Linked DNA regions of Canis lupus: region 2 is linked to region 1. A link is a contact called in public Hi-C data. All regions are on one chromosome and are shown on one strand. Each heading gives the region's core, a stretch centred on a gene start, on an enhancer-like site or on the middle of the called end of the contact. The rest is flanking DNA. Distances are from core to core; before and after follow the strand shown.

Evidence for each region. Hi-C and Micro-C count contacts between places; a contact is called where the count stands out from the background.
Region 2: a contact with region 1 is called in a Hi-C map of blood, with 5 times the contacts expected there. The contact joins the promoter of ZFAND5 here to the enhancer-like site in region 1. A contact is called at or near these places in 4 of 9 Hi-C or Micro-C datasets (amygdala, blood and skin fibroblasts).

What each region holds. Positions count from the first base shown.
Region 1 is chr1:85,912,284-85,914,983 of UU_Cfam_GSD_1.0, reverse strand. No RefSeq gene overlaps it. Among named protein-coding and RNA genes, the nearest start is that of TMC1, 96 kb to the right of the region's middle. Within about 2 kb of position 1,338, at least 10 of the 20 cell types and tissues checked have an H3K27ac peak or open chromatin away from gene starts, as enhancers often do. A contact at or near this core is called in blood, where this site is marked.
Region 2 is chr1:86,092,124-86,094,823 of UU_Cfam_GSD_1.0, reverse strand. ZFAND5 (AN1-type zinc finger protein 5) reads right to left here and starts at 1,302. Exons shown (of 6, transcript XM_038527078.1): 1 at 797-1,302. LOC106559434 (a long non-coding RNA gene) reads left to right here and starts at 1,919. Exons shown (of 6, transcript XR_005354173.1): 1 at 1,919-2,700.

The DNA of each region.
Region 1 (2,700 bases), core at 89-2,588:
AGGAAGATCAAGGGATTTGGTGATGCACGTGTGTTTGAGTGTGCCTTTGAAACAACTCAGTGGAGGCACCGGGGTGGTTCAGTGCTTAAGCATCTGCCTTCGGCTCAGGTCATGATCCTGGGGTCCTGGGATAGAGTCCCACATCGGGGTCCCTGCAGAGCGCCTGCTTCTCCCTCTGCCTGTGTCTCTGCCTCTCTGTGTCTCTCATGAATAAATAAATAAAATCTTGAAAAAAGAAAAAACCCAACTCAGTGCATATAGCAAGCAGGGACATACATATATGGAACTCCAAGGGAGGTGATCAGAGATATAAACTTAGGGGTCACTCTATAAATGCTTAATGAAACTGAGGACTTCCAATGAGATCAATTCAGTTCTCTTCCTTTCTTTTGCATTTATCCTCAGTTTGAAAGCTCTGGCTTCTCTTTTTCTTGGCCTTTCCAACGTGCCACAATCCTTTCAGCCTCCGTGTCTTCTTATCTGCTGTTCCTTCTGTTTGGGGAAATGCTTCCTGTTCCCTCTTCCATAATTTAGCTCCTTTTCCTCTTTGGATTCCACCCCTGCCTCGTCCCCTGGTGGGTCCTGTGTGGCATTAACAACCAGGTACCTTTGCTTCTTTCTGTAGCACAAATCAGAGTTTGTGGCCGTGTGTTTAGGTGTGTGATATTTGCTGAAGTGTCATCTCTCCCACTACGCTCTCAGAGGTCACCATTGCTACCTGGGGGCTTGGCTCAATATCTTACCTCTAAGGAAAACCCTCTGAAACACTTGGTAAGTGTCCAGCATGCCAGTCACAGTGACGATTTCTCTCTCGGGAAGGGGGGGAAGTGGTGAGTTTTGTGAAGCTGTTGTTGGTGTTTACTCAGTGCTGAGGCAAAGTTTTGCAGGCCTCTGGGTGTGCGAACCAGCGACTGCGCCATCTGGTGGAAGCCAGGGCCGCAAAACCTGTGGTCTCAGCCTGGGCTTGTCAAGGTTGCTGAAACAATGTTGCCCTGGGTTCAGAAAAGACTCTTTTCTTACACATAAAAAAAATAAGAGTACATTTTATTAGAGGGAACATAGACTCTCTTTGAGAGACCTCGTTGGAGAAAATTGGATATGTATTGAAAATAGTGTTGAGTTTTCAAAGCAGAGAAGCGTGGCAATTGAGAAGGGCTTCTTAAAAGGACTCAGGGGGAAATAAGGAAGTTAGAGATCTCCACCCAAAGCCAGAATCAGAAAAACAGGAACAGGCATATAGCTGAGCTTCTCAGGCTGATTTGCATTTTGGAACTGGCCAGTCAGTGGGGATGTTGCTCGTCTCTAGCCATGTGTCTCATAAGCCCTTGCCGTGTCCGGTGGGAGTACCGGTTATTTTCTCTCCCTCCTGCAAGGGGCAAGGTGTCGCTGACTGGTTATGGGAATGACTAGGGCTGTGCAATGTGATGTGTGGGGGTCTGAGAGTGTAATCATTATTTTTCTTTGCTTCTAAGTTCTCTTATAATGAGGAAGAGGAGGGAGGAGGGGCAGAGGGAGAGGGAGAGAGAGAACCTCAAGCAGACTCCCTGCTGAGTGCCAAGCTTGACTCCAGGCTTGATTCCTGGCTTGATCCCATGACCCTGTAGATCAAGACCTGAATTGAGATTGAGAGCCGGGTTCCTAACCGACTGAGCCACCCGGGCTCCCCAAATTCAAATATTCTTGGGGCTACTAGTAGACTTACCGAAGGACATGAAACCAAATGGATTGATTCTGGTCAGTCACTTCCCTAGATATGATGTCCCTATTAGAGCCTTTGTATCTGGCTGCCTCATAGACTCCTGCCCAGACCGCATATTGTTTGCTCAAGAGTCTGGTGCTCTCTCTCTTCCACTCATATTCGGCCATTGTTGGGGGTCACATAGTACAGAACATAATTACTGAATCAGTTAAAGTGGCTTTAATTTAAATTGGCTTGAATCATAAGGGAATTTATTTCTTATAAATGGAAAAGTCCAGCATTAGAATGGCCTTCAGGTAAGGGTTGATCCAGTGGTTCAATGCTGTCAAAAACCCTGTTTATTTTTTTCCTACTTCAGTATCTACAGTACCAGTGTCATCTTCTTTTTTAAAGATGTATTTATTTATTTGAAAGAGAGAGAGAGACCACCAGCAGGAGGGAGGAGAAGCAGACTCCCCACTGAGCACAGAGCCTGATGCAGGGCTGGATCCCAGGACCCTGAGATAGTGATCTGAGCCCAAGGCAAGAGTTGGATGTTCAACCAACTGTGCCACCCATGCTGTGTGGGCTTTCTCTTAAGGTTGCTCTCCCTTTAGGCCCTCCTTCAGACCTCCTTCTATCCCTTTGCCTAAAAACACATCAGTTTTTCCCCCATTTCTTCTTTCAAGGGTGTCGAGATGCTGATGACTCAAGGCGAATGCTTGTAATTGCCTGGTTTTTAAGTCCCATCACCCCAGAAACTGATTAATAGTGCTTCTAGTCTCTAAAGCATGGAGATCATTTTCCTGGTGATTGTCATTGCTTTTTTTGCACATAGAAGACCAGCTAGAGTAGATGCTAGAATTCTCAGGAAGCTCTGAAGTGGAGGCATTTTTAAGGCCAGGGGAGCAGAATGTGTGTTGCATGTAATTACTCATGCAAGTGTTTTTTAATTTAATTTTGCCTGCTAAAGATGGAAGCTAGTTTATTTTAATGCAATATAACAAAGGCAACACAAAGCA
Region 2 (2,700 bases), core at 53-2,552, 180 kb before region 1:
TAAAAATAACATGGGCCTTTCCTCAAAACACAGCTCCACGGAGTGCGTGGAAAGCGAGCAAGAATTTCACGTTCACCAGCCTAAATGCACGAAACAAAGGGGAAGGTGCTCCATTTCCTTCATGGAAGGGATCTCGGGCGAAAAACGCAGCGACGCTGGCAAAACTAAAACCACGACGACAGAAGATCCCCCCAGCCACGTTCCAGCGGATTTCCGAACAAGCCCCGGACCCCATCGGTCCCCCCATGCCCCTCTCTAAGCCGAGGCCTGGCTCGGGAGAGCCCAGCAGCAGGGCCTCCTCCAAAAACCACTGAGTCATGCAGAACAGCAGCTCCGCAGGCCGGGTCGGGCCCGCGCCGACCCCCGGCTCCGACCGGCTCGGACCGGCTCCTCGGAGGCGGCGGCGGCGACCTGGGGGGCGGGGGGGAGGGGGTGCGGCGAGCAGGGGGCCGGGGGCGCGGCCGCCGCCGCGGTCCCTTTGTCTCTCCGGGTCCGGCTGCCCACGCCGGGCGCCGCGCCGAAGGCGGCCGGGGCGGCCGCGGAGGAGGCCCGGAGCCCACACGCCGGGCATTGTTCTCCGGCCGGAGCGGGAGCCGGTGCGGGCGGGCCGGGGGCGCCGGACCTCGGGCCACGACGGCAGGATGACGCCTCCGTCTTTGTGCTCCCTGAGCCGGCCGGCTGGCCCCCCGCCCCCGGAGGCTCCGCCAGGGGCCCGCGGCCGCCCGGTGCCCCCCACTCCCACCCCCCGGCCCGGCACGAGCCGCCGGGCGCCCTCCCCCCGCCCCGCACCACTCACCCTGCGGGGGCAGGAGCGCAGGAGCCGGGCTCGCGCGACGCCGGCGCGGTGGGGCCGGGCCCAGGCCTCCGGGAGGGACGAGCCGGGCGCCCCGGAGCGGCCGCCGCGGGCCGGGAGCGGGGCGGAGGCGGAGGTGGCGCTGCCGCTGCCGCTGCCGCTGCCGCTGCCGCCGCGGGGTCCTCCTTTGTTCCTGCAGTAGCACCGAGCGTGGCCGGGACACGCCGGAGCTCGGGAAGTGGGAGGAGGGAAGCGAGGGGGGGCAGCGGAGGCGGCGGAGGGGGGACCGGAGGCCGCGGCGGCTATCGCTGCTCGCCGGCACTCGCCCGTCGTCGCCTCACGCCTCCGCCGGCGGCGGGTTGGGCCGACTCCGAGGGAGAGCGGGACGCGCGGGGGCAGGCCTGGGCGCCGCGAGGGCCCGCTGGTGGTGCTCTCCGTCGCCTCGGCTACGGCCGCGGAAGTTGCGTGGCTCCCGGGAGCGGGCGAGCCTCAAGTCCAGGTGCACCCGGGTCCCGCGCTCCGGCCGACTGACGCGCTCTCCCCGCCGGGCTCTCGGGCAGTGAGGGGAAGAGGGAGGGGGGCGGGGCCTGTGCGTCAGCGAAACCCCCGACGGCGGCGACGGGGAGCGCGGTGACGTCGCGGGCCCGACGCCCCGCCCCCCGGGCCCCGGGCCCAGTCCAGCCCGGCCCCCGCCGCCCGTCGCGCGGAGCCGAGTCACTGCGGGGCCGCCGGCCCCCGGGGTGGAGCTGCGAGGAGCGAGTCCTGTGGAGAACGCGTTTCTATTTTTAACCCGATTGTCCGCCCTCAGCCTTCCTCCTTCCGATTTTCTCGCTCAAGCCCGCTTCTCGCCATCTGAGTTCTCACGCTTTGTCTCGAGCCCTTGGCCGACATTTCCTTTTCCTCCTCACTCCCCTAACCGCCGCCCGCCCCCTCCCCCTCCCCGCCCCCGCCCCCGCCCCCGCCCCGGAGTGAGTGGGAGAGGTTTGCCTGGAGAAAAGGAAAAGAGCTCCTCTCCTCTCGCCAGCTTTCGAGGCCTCCCCGGCCCCGTTGCCCTGAAGCCCCTTCGGGCGCTCGAGGGTCCCCCCCGCCCCGCGCGCCGGAGGCCCGGTCGCCGCCGGGCAGCCGCGGGGCAGGCGGCGCTCGTGGCCCGCCCAAGGTCACGGGTGGTGGTGCCGAGTCAGGAAGCGCTCGGCCGACTGGCTGCCAGGCGGCTGGCCCGGGCGGCCCCGGCGTGGTTGTTCGGAACAAACTGTTTTGGCCAGCCTGTAAAATCCCTGGAAATCGACTATTCCAGCAAAGCGTCGTGAACTAGGAAAGCACCCAATGTTCTGCTCAAGACATTTGGAGCTGCGGGACAAACAAGCTAGACCTGAGGCAGAGCCCAGGACCGGGGCACAGTTGCAGGAGGAAGTTCAACGGCCGGGAGGGATCAGGCCGTGGAGGAGTGAGGCGCAGGCCGGCCCGGGGCTCCTTCCGCAGCAGCAGCAGCAGCAGCAGCAAAACACCCTCCTCACAGCTGATCCCTCCCGGGGACTTCAGCTCAAAAGAACAGAGTTACTAAGACAGAAAGTGCTTCTGAACTTTGGTCGTCAGCAGTGGCCCTACTGAAAAGTACAAGTGATGTTTAAGGGCTTACAGGAGCCGCCGTTAGAACGGAGCGACACAGGTCCCTTCTGTGTTTCCCCAGACTTGCTGACCAGAGAAATCACCTGGAGTGATTATTTTGAAAGATTCCCAGGCGGCTCCCCTGCTCCGCTGCAGGTGCTTTTGGTCGGTCTGGGGTGGAGCTCAGGAACCTGTTTTATTTTTTTTTATTTTTTTTAAGATTTTATTTATTCATGAGAGGCCCAGGGAGGCAGAGACACAAGCAGAGGGAGAAGCAGGCTCCATGCAGGGAGCCTGACGTG